Regions from separate parts of the Siniperca chuatsi genome. Here region 1 is linked to region 2. Evidence: chromatin contacts called from public Hi-C data. All regions are on one chromosome and are shown on one strand. Each heading gives the region's core, a stretch centred on a gene start, on an enhancer-like site or on the middle of the called end of the contact. The rest is flanking DNA. Distances are from core to core; before and after follow the strand shown.

The links. A called contact is a pair of places that touch in the nucleus more often than the background predicts.
Region 1: a contact with region 2 is called in a Hi-C map of liver, with 3 times the contacts expected there. The contact joins the enhancer-like site here to the promoter of stx1a in region 2. A contact is called at or near these places in 3 of 3 Hi-C or Micro-C datasets (liver, skeletal muscle and an unstated tissue).

The regions. Positions count from the first base shown.
Region 1 is chrLG7:19,470,069-19,475,067 of ASM2008510v1, reverse strand. stx1a (syntaxin-1A) reads right to left here. Exons shown (of 10, transcript XM_044204127.1): 7 at 293-366; 8 at 59-193. Among protein-coding and RNA genes, the nearest start is that of LOC122879680, 18 kb to the left of the region's middle. Within about 2 kb of position 1,252, the one cell type or tissue checked has an H3K27ac peak away from gene starts, as active enhancers do. A contact at or near this core is called in liver, where this site is marked.
Region 2 is chrLG7:19,417,438-19,422,307 of ASM2008510v1, reverse strand. It overlaps stx1a (syntaxin-1A), which reads right to left and starts at 3,194. Exons shown (of 10, transcript XM_044204127.1): 1 at 2,856-3,194. The coding sequence starts at 2,885. bud23 (probable 18S rRNA (guanine-N(7))-methyltransferase) reads right to left here. Exons shown (of 12, transcript XM_044204129.1): 11 at 4,560-4,649; 12 at 3,507-4,392. The coding sequence ends at 4,338. It overlaps LOC122879682 (a long non-coding RNA gene), which reads left to right and starts at 2,958. Exons shown (of 2, transcript XR_006378752.1): 1 at 2,958-3,099; 2 at 3,192-3,506.

The DNA of each region.
Region 1 (4,999 bases), core at 3-2,502, 55 kb before region 2:
TTTGGTTGAGCCCCAAACCACACAGCTGTAGGTACTGAGAGAGGATCAGTGTTTTCACCTGGCTCTCCACCAGCATGGCCATGTCCATGAACATGTCGTGAAGCTCTCTGATGCTGTTTTCCATCTTGATAATCTCAGTGTGCCGCGTCTCAATCTCATTCATAGCTTGCTCAGTGATGTTGTCCATAATGATCTAAGATGGCATAACAGAAGGAAATAGTTAGAGAGGAGTGGAATTAGATTTTAAAACATGCTTTGTGCGCAAATATGTTGCATTTGTTGTATCACTTACCCCCGAGGTGAAGATAGCCGGGTTGTCACTCTCCAACATGCTCTCCAGCTCCTCATTTGTTGTGTTTCTCCCGGCTAAAAGGGCAAACACACATCCATAAACATGTATAACACCAATCATGTTTGTAGGTGTTGAAGAGATTTACCAAATGTGTGGCTACAGTAAATTTAAGACCAGGAATTAGAAAGTGTAGGTGCAATGCTTTTGGATTAAAAGGTTCTCCAAACTGTCCACATTAGGAAACACTAATACAACTCCCCTCCTCCTTCATGTCTGTCTGAGGATTAATTAAAACAAGAGCTGTGCGCCTCTCTTTTCCACATGCTCATTTTCTCTCTATCCATCTGTCTCTACTGTCTCTACTGCATTTTAAACTCTTTATTCTTCCATCTCTCTGAACAGCAGTGGATGTGATGTAAATCCTGATAATTTAGGCTGAGCATCCATAACAGGAGTCATAAACAGATGCAGTCATACAAAAAAAGCTATTGCAGAGGATATCTGTCTATATCATCATGGATCTGGATTACAATCAGCACCCTTGACTTTCACTTTCAGCTGATCTGAATGTTATAAGATTAAGTGTGTGTTTGTGGATTTGTCAGTATTCAACCAGGCATCTCAAATGTTTAGTTCAATTCAACCTAAAACACAAGGCTCACTTAGAAATTGTGCTGTCCCACAACCACTAGCCTCAACACGCACACTTCCAACCTCAGACACAACTTTAGTCATACAAACACTGCCCTGTCTCAACACTTACAGGCTTACAGTTCAAATACTACTGAGTGGACTGTTCTGCTCAGCAGTTCAGAACAATAACCCCACCATTTTCATATTGGCCAGTCGGGCATGCTTTCCCGCCCAAATAAGGCCTTCCAGATCCAGCTGCTTGTTGGACTAATATGAGGATAATCAAATGGTGTAACTTAAATGTCTCCTGAGGCTAACATTTACTATTTTCCCTCCTCTGTAGATCTATTTGTTATGGTGGACTTTGATCTGTTTTGAAGCTGTAATGGAATAGAGCCAAAACTGCTCATGATGACCTATTGCATTCCAGCATTTGTCCTACATTACCTCTTTCATACTGTGAATGACATGAGTGCCATTAACCTCTAATACTATTAGAAGAAGGATCAATGTATACTTTGCATGTTTTGTATTCTATTTTGAACAGTTCCTATCACCGTCTCTCCAGTTTTTAAAACCTACAAGTTTGTTGTTCTTGCCTTTAAAAAGACATGACCAGAAACATATGAAGGTAAGGCACTGCATTTTTGGGTGTTAAAAGAAGACAGGTCATGTGGAAATATTGAGTCAGAAATATCAGCCATGTTTTATGGTATCAGAACACCTTGGGTCAGTCTGCACATAATTTGTAACAGTTAAGATTGAATCTCATATTGTCAGATAATCTTTTGACATTTATCCTCCAATTGTTAGGATAGGCAAAATGAGTGAGTAAACCGGCCTCATAATCCTTGGGTGTGTAGCTATCTTAAGTATACAGAGTAAAGGGACATCGACCACTTATTCAGTACCTTATTAAGTTTGCCTCAATACTCCATGGCTCCCCCCAACAAAGTTTCTATCTACTTTCTATCTTCAATCTATCTACTGACTCTGCATGTACAACACATCTTACTGTTTCTTCCTGCTGACGTGTTTGCTCCTCATCCATCTTTATTTTCCCTGACAGAGTTGTCCTACTTCATAAACATTCCCCTACACCTCTTTGCTGCACCTACTTTAATATTCTCGTGTATCAGCACTGATTTTGCCTGCAGAGCTGCTTCTCATGGGCTCCATTTCTGCCCCACTGACGCTGTAAGTCACTGTCAGACTCTGTCAGCATCATATCCAATCTTTCCTTTGCACATTGTAAATCCTCTGAGGGGCTAGATACAGTACATACAGTAGCCTATGTACTATCTCTTCCCCATTAAGACACCCTGAGTCCCCACAAACCATTACCTGGTGTACAGTACGAGCTGAGCAGTTATTCTAACTTCTCTCTGTTGTTATGGCTATGTTATATTTATTATGCTAATATTATCCATACTGTATAAATAGCCAACAAGAACAAAACAAAGACTTTAAAGAAAAGTAATCTGCACATTCCTGCAAAGAGCAGGTTTGATATGAAATACTAAGAAAGTAAATATTATAAAATCTCAGCAGTGCAACTACATAAAGTTCAACCAATGACAACTAATTAACAGATTAACAGATTTCAGATGTCACAACACTGTCTAGCTGAAAATACATTTCTAAACTTGTTTTAACCTGGAACAAAAATGTAACTTGCATGTGAACATATTGGTTACCAACCTTTCTGGCTTGAGACCACTTAAAATAAAGTGATGTCTAATTACGGCCCCACATCAGGTTATGGCCTTAATGTGGACAACAAGCGTTATGAGCAGTTAAACCAAAGAATAAATGTTTTCTCTCAGATTGTTTGAAGGATTTTTATTGGCCTAAAGAGGTTAAAGTATCCAGCAGTAAAAAAGCAAACAAAAAATAAATTAAAAAATGAGGGGGAAAAAACTACTGCTGTAAGCAATGGTAACTTTGCTAAGTTAGTGACGAATGAGGGACTACACCGTCTTTGCTAAGTTAGCTTGCTTATGACTTACAGTTGCTGGTGACATCTATCTGTTGAGGTAATGAGTCAAGACTGCTCAAGCTACAACTCTTTAGGGAGAGATAATTTATTATGTTGCACTAGCCATAGTTAGTTAGTGTTTAAAGGAATAGTTTGACATTTTGGGAAATATGCTTATTTGCAGAGCGCAAAGAAACGAGGCAAACAGCCAGCCCGCTAAGCTAAGCTGAGCTAGCGGTAGCTTCGTACAGACATGACAGTGGTATCAATCTTCTCATCTAACACTTCCCAAAAAAGCGAATATGTGTGTTTCCTACAATGTCAAACGATTAAAACACACCAGACAAGTAATTTTTACCCACAATATAACTGAATGGACCAACACACAGCTAGCTTTGTCAGATATCGCTCTACTTTTTTCTCTCCACTGGACCTCCAGCAGCTGTGGGTCCTAGGAGATTTTGGAGGCAACTACAAAATCTCTATTCATGACCTAATCAGGGTGTGTGTGAGTATGTGTGTGTATTGTGTTCACATGTGTGATGAAGACTGGTGATTGGTGTGGGGGCCTCAGTGGCAGAGCAGGTAGGTTGATGGTGAGTGATGATGGTCGGGGAGTCAGAGCCAATGATTGCCTTCATGAACAGAATACTGATGAAGCTGCTCTCTAGCGTTTACCGGTGCATGAACGTGTGCCCAAGTGTCCATGTGTGTTTCAGAGCGTACTTTTGTTCATTTCTCCTGTCATACACTGGGCATATTGTGTCTAATCCAAACTTCACATCCATATCAAACCAATGAATTTAATTTAGTTGTGGTTAAGTGGTCCGGCTGTTTCATTACCGTGATTCAGAATCTACTCATGTTCAGCAATGACATTTTGCAGTTTGACAAATGAGAGGATGAAGACAGCACTCAAAGAGGAGTGAGAGACCACGCTCACCACATCACTGTGAACAATCCGTATTCTCCAGGCCTCTCTGATAATAAATAATCTCTCTATCATTAAGGCTAAAATTACAACATTAAAGAGGGTCAGAGTTGGAGTTGAAGGACAGAGAGGAGTGACAATGAGTCATGGATAATTGTGAAGGGGAAAAAAACGAAGGCACTCTGGTGCTACTCTACCCTATTTATCTCACTTCCTACACACACACACACAAACACACAAACCCAACACACAGAGTCTTCATTGGGTTTTCTTTTAAAGCCCTGACAAGCTCCGAGGGAGGCTCTTATTTGTTACCATGGAGACCCAAACCCTGAGAAGCCTAATATGAAGCCAAGAAGTCTCACTTCACCCGTAGCATTTATAGTCTATTAAATCATACATACTATGTTGTTACCAGTAACGGGATTATTTCATTTCCATTGCTATGTAACACAAATGAAGTGAGACCCCCAAGGAACAGAGTGAAAAAGGCAAACCACATGCACACAGAGCAAAAGAGGCAAGTGATTATTATGCCTCTGTTTGCTGCAATTTTACCTGTAGAGGAATGAGAAAAGCATGTGTAGCTTATCTGCCCACATACAGTATAGGTCAATCTGTTTTTTTACACAGGAAGAATGTGTTGGTGTGCATCTCTGTCTTTTCCCCTGGCATAGTGAGTGAGGGAGTGTCCGCGGGGAAATAAAACATAATCAAATGTCAATGACCAATGTCCCCTCCATCCTGCTGCGCCTGCCTGTCTGCTTATGAAAGCAAATGAATTGATATTTGCCATTCTCAATCAATAATAAATTAAAATGCTACAGAATTCCCATGGCACTGGTTTGAAATATGACAGTTGTGTTTCAATCCTCACTGGCAATGCAAACATATTCAAACTGATGTGTCACTTTAGATTTGTGCCTTTAAAGGAATGGTTTGACATTTGAGAAATATGCTTATTTTCTTTTTTGCTGAGAGGTGGGAAGATTGATATAACATTTACATCTGTCCATTAAATATGAAGCTAGAGCCAGGAGATGATTAGCTTAGCTTAGCATAGCATAAAGACTGAAAGCAGGGGGAAACAGCTAGCCTGGCTCTGTCCAAAGGTAAAAAATCAGCCTACCAGCACCTCTAAAGTTCACCAATTAACATGCTGTCT
Region 2 (4,870 bases), core at 1,945-4,444:
TTACACATATATAGTATATAGTATTATACGTATTAAAATGTAGATATTCAATGTATCGGTGGTTTTCAGAAAGATAAAATGGCTACATATTATTGTGGAGACAGGGCTGCTTTTAGTTTGGCCCCTCACAAGTAAATGTATTCGAAAACTAAATGTTTGTGCAAAAATGTTTAATTTAATGACAAATGTGAAGTGAGGTGTGACTTTGCCAGGCTAGATTCAGGTGTTGGATGCTATAACCAAATCACTGAATACACCTTTAATGACACTCAATGTCACAAATTGATCTAAAGTGTTGGTACTAATCCATTGAGCTCTCACCACCAAATCTCAGCAGGGTCAGTGGCACAAGTTACAACATTTTTCTAAGTGAAGTTTGAGCTTAAAGGGTTTTGGTCCCTTGTAGACCAAAATAGTACAATTAGTAAATTAAGCGACAGTATTGGCTTGTTCCATCTTCTCAAATGTGAGCATTTACTACTTTTCTTTGCTTTATATCACTGTAAATTAAATATCTTTGAATTTGTACTATTGGTGGGACAAAAAAACATGTTTGAAATCTTGATTCCTGGAAACTTCGTATGTGCATTTTTCACTGTTTTCTGATACAATAAATTTTACAAAACGACAGATTAATCAAAATTGAAAATAATAATTAGTTGCAGCCGTGGTCCATTGAACACTAGTTCAGAGCTTTTATACAATCACACATGTATCCGACACTGTGCTGTGGTAAAGTGCTGTCCAGACCCACTAAGACATCTACACGAAATTCAAGAAGCTGCATTAACTTGAGGCTGTAAATGGAAAACAATATTAATCTAGTGCTGATGGGAAATAATAGTCTGTGACTTGTATTTCTTTTTAATTTGGTCCGAATTGGCTGAAATAGGTCTGGCTGGAGCCGGTCCAGCAGTCATTTCTCAGACATGAAAGATATGATCAAAAATAATAAAAGAAAATAGAATCAGCAGCTGACGGACAATTTCTGTCGACCCTGAATGGGTTGACTGAATGAAGCTGGTGAAGAAGATTTAGGCAATTTCTCTGTCTCTCTCTATTGTACAAATGAATCCTTCCAGCACTGTGAGGAGGCAGCAAGGCAGGCTGGAGACATGCCTCTCTCAAACACAAACACACACACACACACACACACACACACACACACACACACACACACACACACACACACACACACACACACACACACACACACAGAGTTGGCAGGGCTGGGTTGTCTCTCCTTGTGGACAATTCATATAAGGCTGGACCTTCACTGAAAACTGAGGAGCCATAAACTGTTTCCTCTCTCTCCTCAGCTTAATTTCTTTTTTTTTAGATTCAACTTTATTGTCATTTATTGTCAGCGAAATGCAGTTTAGGTCTAACCAGAAGTACAATAAGCAAGTGCAGGATATAAAGTATGTGCATAAATGCAGGATAGAGCAGTATAATGAAAATATTTTACAAGTGGTACTATGGACATTATATACAGATGGCATTACTATAAACAGAAGTATACTGATGGATATGTACAATAATGAATTGGACTGGACAGAACAGTAGTGCAATGAATATAAAGTAGTGCAATTTATGGAAATAGTTAACAGTGCAGTAGATGAGTTATTGCAGTATTCAGTACATAGTACTGGAGTGCAAATGATGCAGCAACTGCCAATTACCAGATCTGACAATGGCCACTTTACCACCAACACACAGACATCCTTATACTTCTATCTTTGTGAGGACCGTCATTGACATAATGCATTCCCTAGCCCCTAACCCTAATCATCACAACTATATACCTAACCCTTACCCCAACCATAACCATAACCATAACCTAATTCTTAAAACCTTCAAGCAGCCCTTTAAAATTGTGAGGACCGGCCAAAATGTCCTCACTTTCCAAAAATGTCCTCACTCTGTAGGTAAAAAAAAACGTGTTTCAGTCCTCACTATGTAGCAAGTACAAGTCACACACATACACACACACACGTTTGTTTCACTATCCCCATGGGGGACAGTCATTGACATAATGCTTTCCGTAGCCCCTTACCACAACCTTAACCCTCACAACTAAATGCCTAGCCTTAACCCTTACCCTAAGCTTAACCTAACTGTAACCTGTACCCTAAAACTAAGTCTTAACCCTCAAGGCAGTTTCTACCCATAGGGACCTAAATTTTTGTCCCCACGGTGACACAAGTCCCCATGGGTTAGTGTGCATTCAGGTTAAAGTCCCCACCGGGATATGAGAACATGAAACACACACACACACACACACACACACACACAAATAAATTGGCAACATATTTCCACATAGGCTACACAATTTGCAATCTAACGCTTTCTGGATAAGTATTATATTCTAAATATATTACAAAATAATGATAAAATGTAACAATAAATATTAAATAAATGAGCACATCAAGATTAAATACCATAAAGTGTCTATCCTATAAACTCCCTCTAGAGTCCCAGAGACATCCTCTAATAGCTGATAAATTGCTTAAAGAATATAAACAGGAAGATCAAAGTGATTTTTCGTTTGGAGAATGAGGAGAAAATTACTTTTACTTTGATTACACACCTGAAACAATCATCTCAGCAGGGCTTTATCCTGCTTTACACACACACACAAAGCTTGGAAGCAATATGCGTATGTTGGCTATAATAAAGAACAGTTCAGCCTCCATCAGACCCCGAGTCACAACTGTTGCTCAATCAGCGCGCCCAGCTCTGTGGATCTGTGCTTTCTCAACGCGCTTTCATATCATCTAAAAGCGCGTTCAACAAGCCTCTATTCACAGAACAGGTGGAGGCTGACCGTTTAAAAGAATCAAACATTAACTTACATGTTTAAGTTCTTGTATGCGGTCCTTCATGGTTCCGGTATATCACTCTTATTCCTTTCAGTTCCCGCTGTCTTCTGGATGTGTGAGATGATGAAGTGGCGGGGCGGAGACCGACAGGATGATGCGAGACCGAGCGGGGCGAGGATGCGCGTCTGACGGCGGCGAGAGGCAGTGATTTCCCCCTTTGGTTTGGATGCTGGGATGGTGGGACCACTTTACAGAGCCGGGTGACGCGCACTAAAAGGTGAGGCGAGGCCTTCCGCAGTTAACCCATTACACACCCTCAACTTCCTCCTCAACACGCACTAATTCACCTTATTTTTTTATGAACCTCAGTCTAACAGATTGAAGGCTGGAGTGAGAAGAATGACCACCTCACAGTGGCGGTGAGAGTGGTGAGTTTTTGTTGGATTTGGTGATCGATTGAGCAGGTTCAGCGATGACGCCCAGGTGGTTTCCATTGTGCCAAAGCGCACAGCGACCTCTGTTGGCCACACGCGCTGGAAACTGTATGGAAGCAGCAAAAGACCTCGCAAGTAATTAGGAGTTTAAAAAAAAATTATGTGCGTCTTAGACATGTCTTACACTTTCATTATCCATTCATGTAGTGTTTTATTATCTGTGCAAATAAAGACTCAACACCCATTTTAATTACCTTATCAATAGTCTTTTCTGCATATCTTTATTATATTATACAGCAGGTCTTTTGAGTGCTATTCTACTTATAAGAATGGTCTACATAAACCATCAAATATACAAAAAGTAATATTCCAAACGTTTATAATTTAATAACTTTGTGATAGTAGCTGCAGCAATCTGTTTTATTTGTTTTATTTCAAAGTTCATTTAGTTTAATTTTCCCCTTATGAGTGAGCGCCTTTTTCTTCATACCGACTCTCCCCTTTTTGTAATCTTCATTAACTTAATGAACTGCCAGTTTGTTCAGGACCATCACACAAATCTGAATATGTACTGCATGTATCATTTTGCATATCTCTTTTATAGGATGGTGTTTGTAACATTCAGGACTGTGAAACAGTTTTCACAAATACATGGAGGTTGCCTGTTCAATTTCTCCTATATTCTGGAAAATAAACAGTAAATATAATAAAAATTGAGAAAACACTGCAGATAATACAACAGCTGATCAGAGATTAAAGATGTGACATTTGATAATTTATCAAAAATGTTTTAATTCTATGACATTGATGGTGCTGTCAACTGTCTCCACTGTCTGTCCATGTATCTTCCAGCCAACATGAACACGGAGAGTAAAATCTTACCACCATTTGTGAGAAACAAATTGCCAAACACTCAACCGAATATAAAAACGATTGGCCGTAATAGCATTTTACTCTTGCATCTCATCCCTAGAATTCAAGAGTTGAAAAATTAAGTACAAACACTCTGCAGTTCCAGAGGTGATTGTAAGCAGGGTGGTACAGACGAGAGCTAATGAAGCCACAGCTGCATGAGTCAGAGCTAGAAATGAGGTCTTCTCTGACGTCCAGTGTATTTTGTGTCGGCTCGAACCTCCCTGCAGGCCAACATACACACAGCAGAGAGAAGTCAGCAAGTGTTACAGAATACAGCTAATCAGATGTGATTTATGTATATTACATTACTTATAACATCAATAATTTCAGCACAAGATACATCCAGTTATTTGTCCTGAAAGAGTTTAAAACACCGTCATGCACATACCGTCCCTGTCTTCTCCTCCTCTCCTTCTTCTCAAAGATCCAATCTCGTCCCTTCTTCACCGATTTCCCCTTCATGTTTTTGAACCGGCATCTTCACAAAGACAAATGTGGCTGATTAGCTTGTTTAAAATGCACCTTGTTCTTTGTGACAAACTGCATCCAAAACTCTGCCTCTGATGCAAAATGTTTCACACGTCCGGTCTCTTTGTGGAACCAGGAGGAGCAAGATGAACATTACTATGTAAAAGGAAGGAAAAGCTGCCAGACAGGGGTTTAAGTCAGGCAGGACAACGACCCTTTTAGATTTCTCTC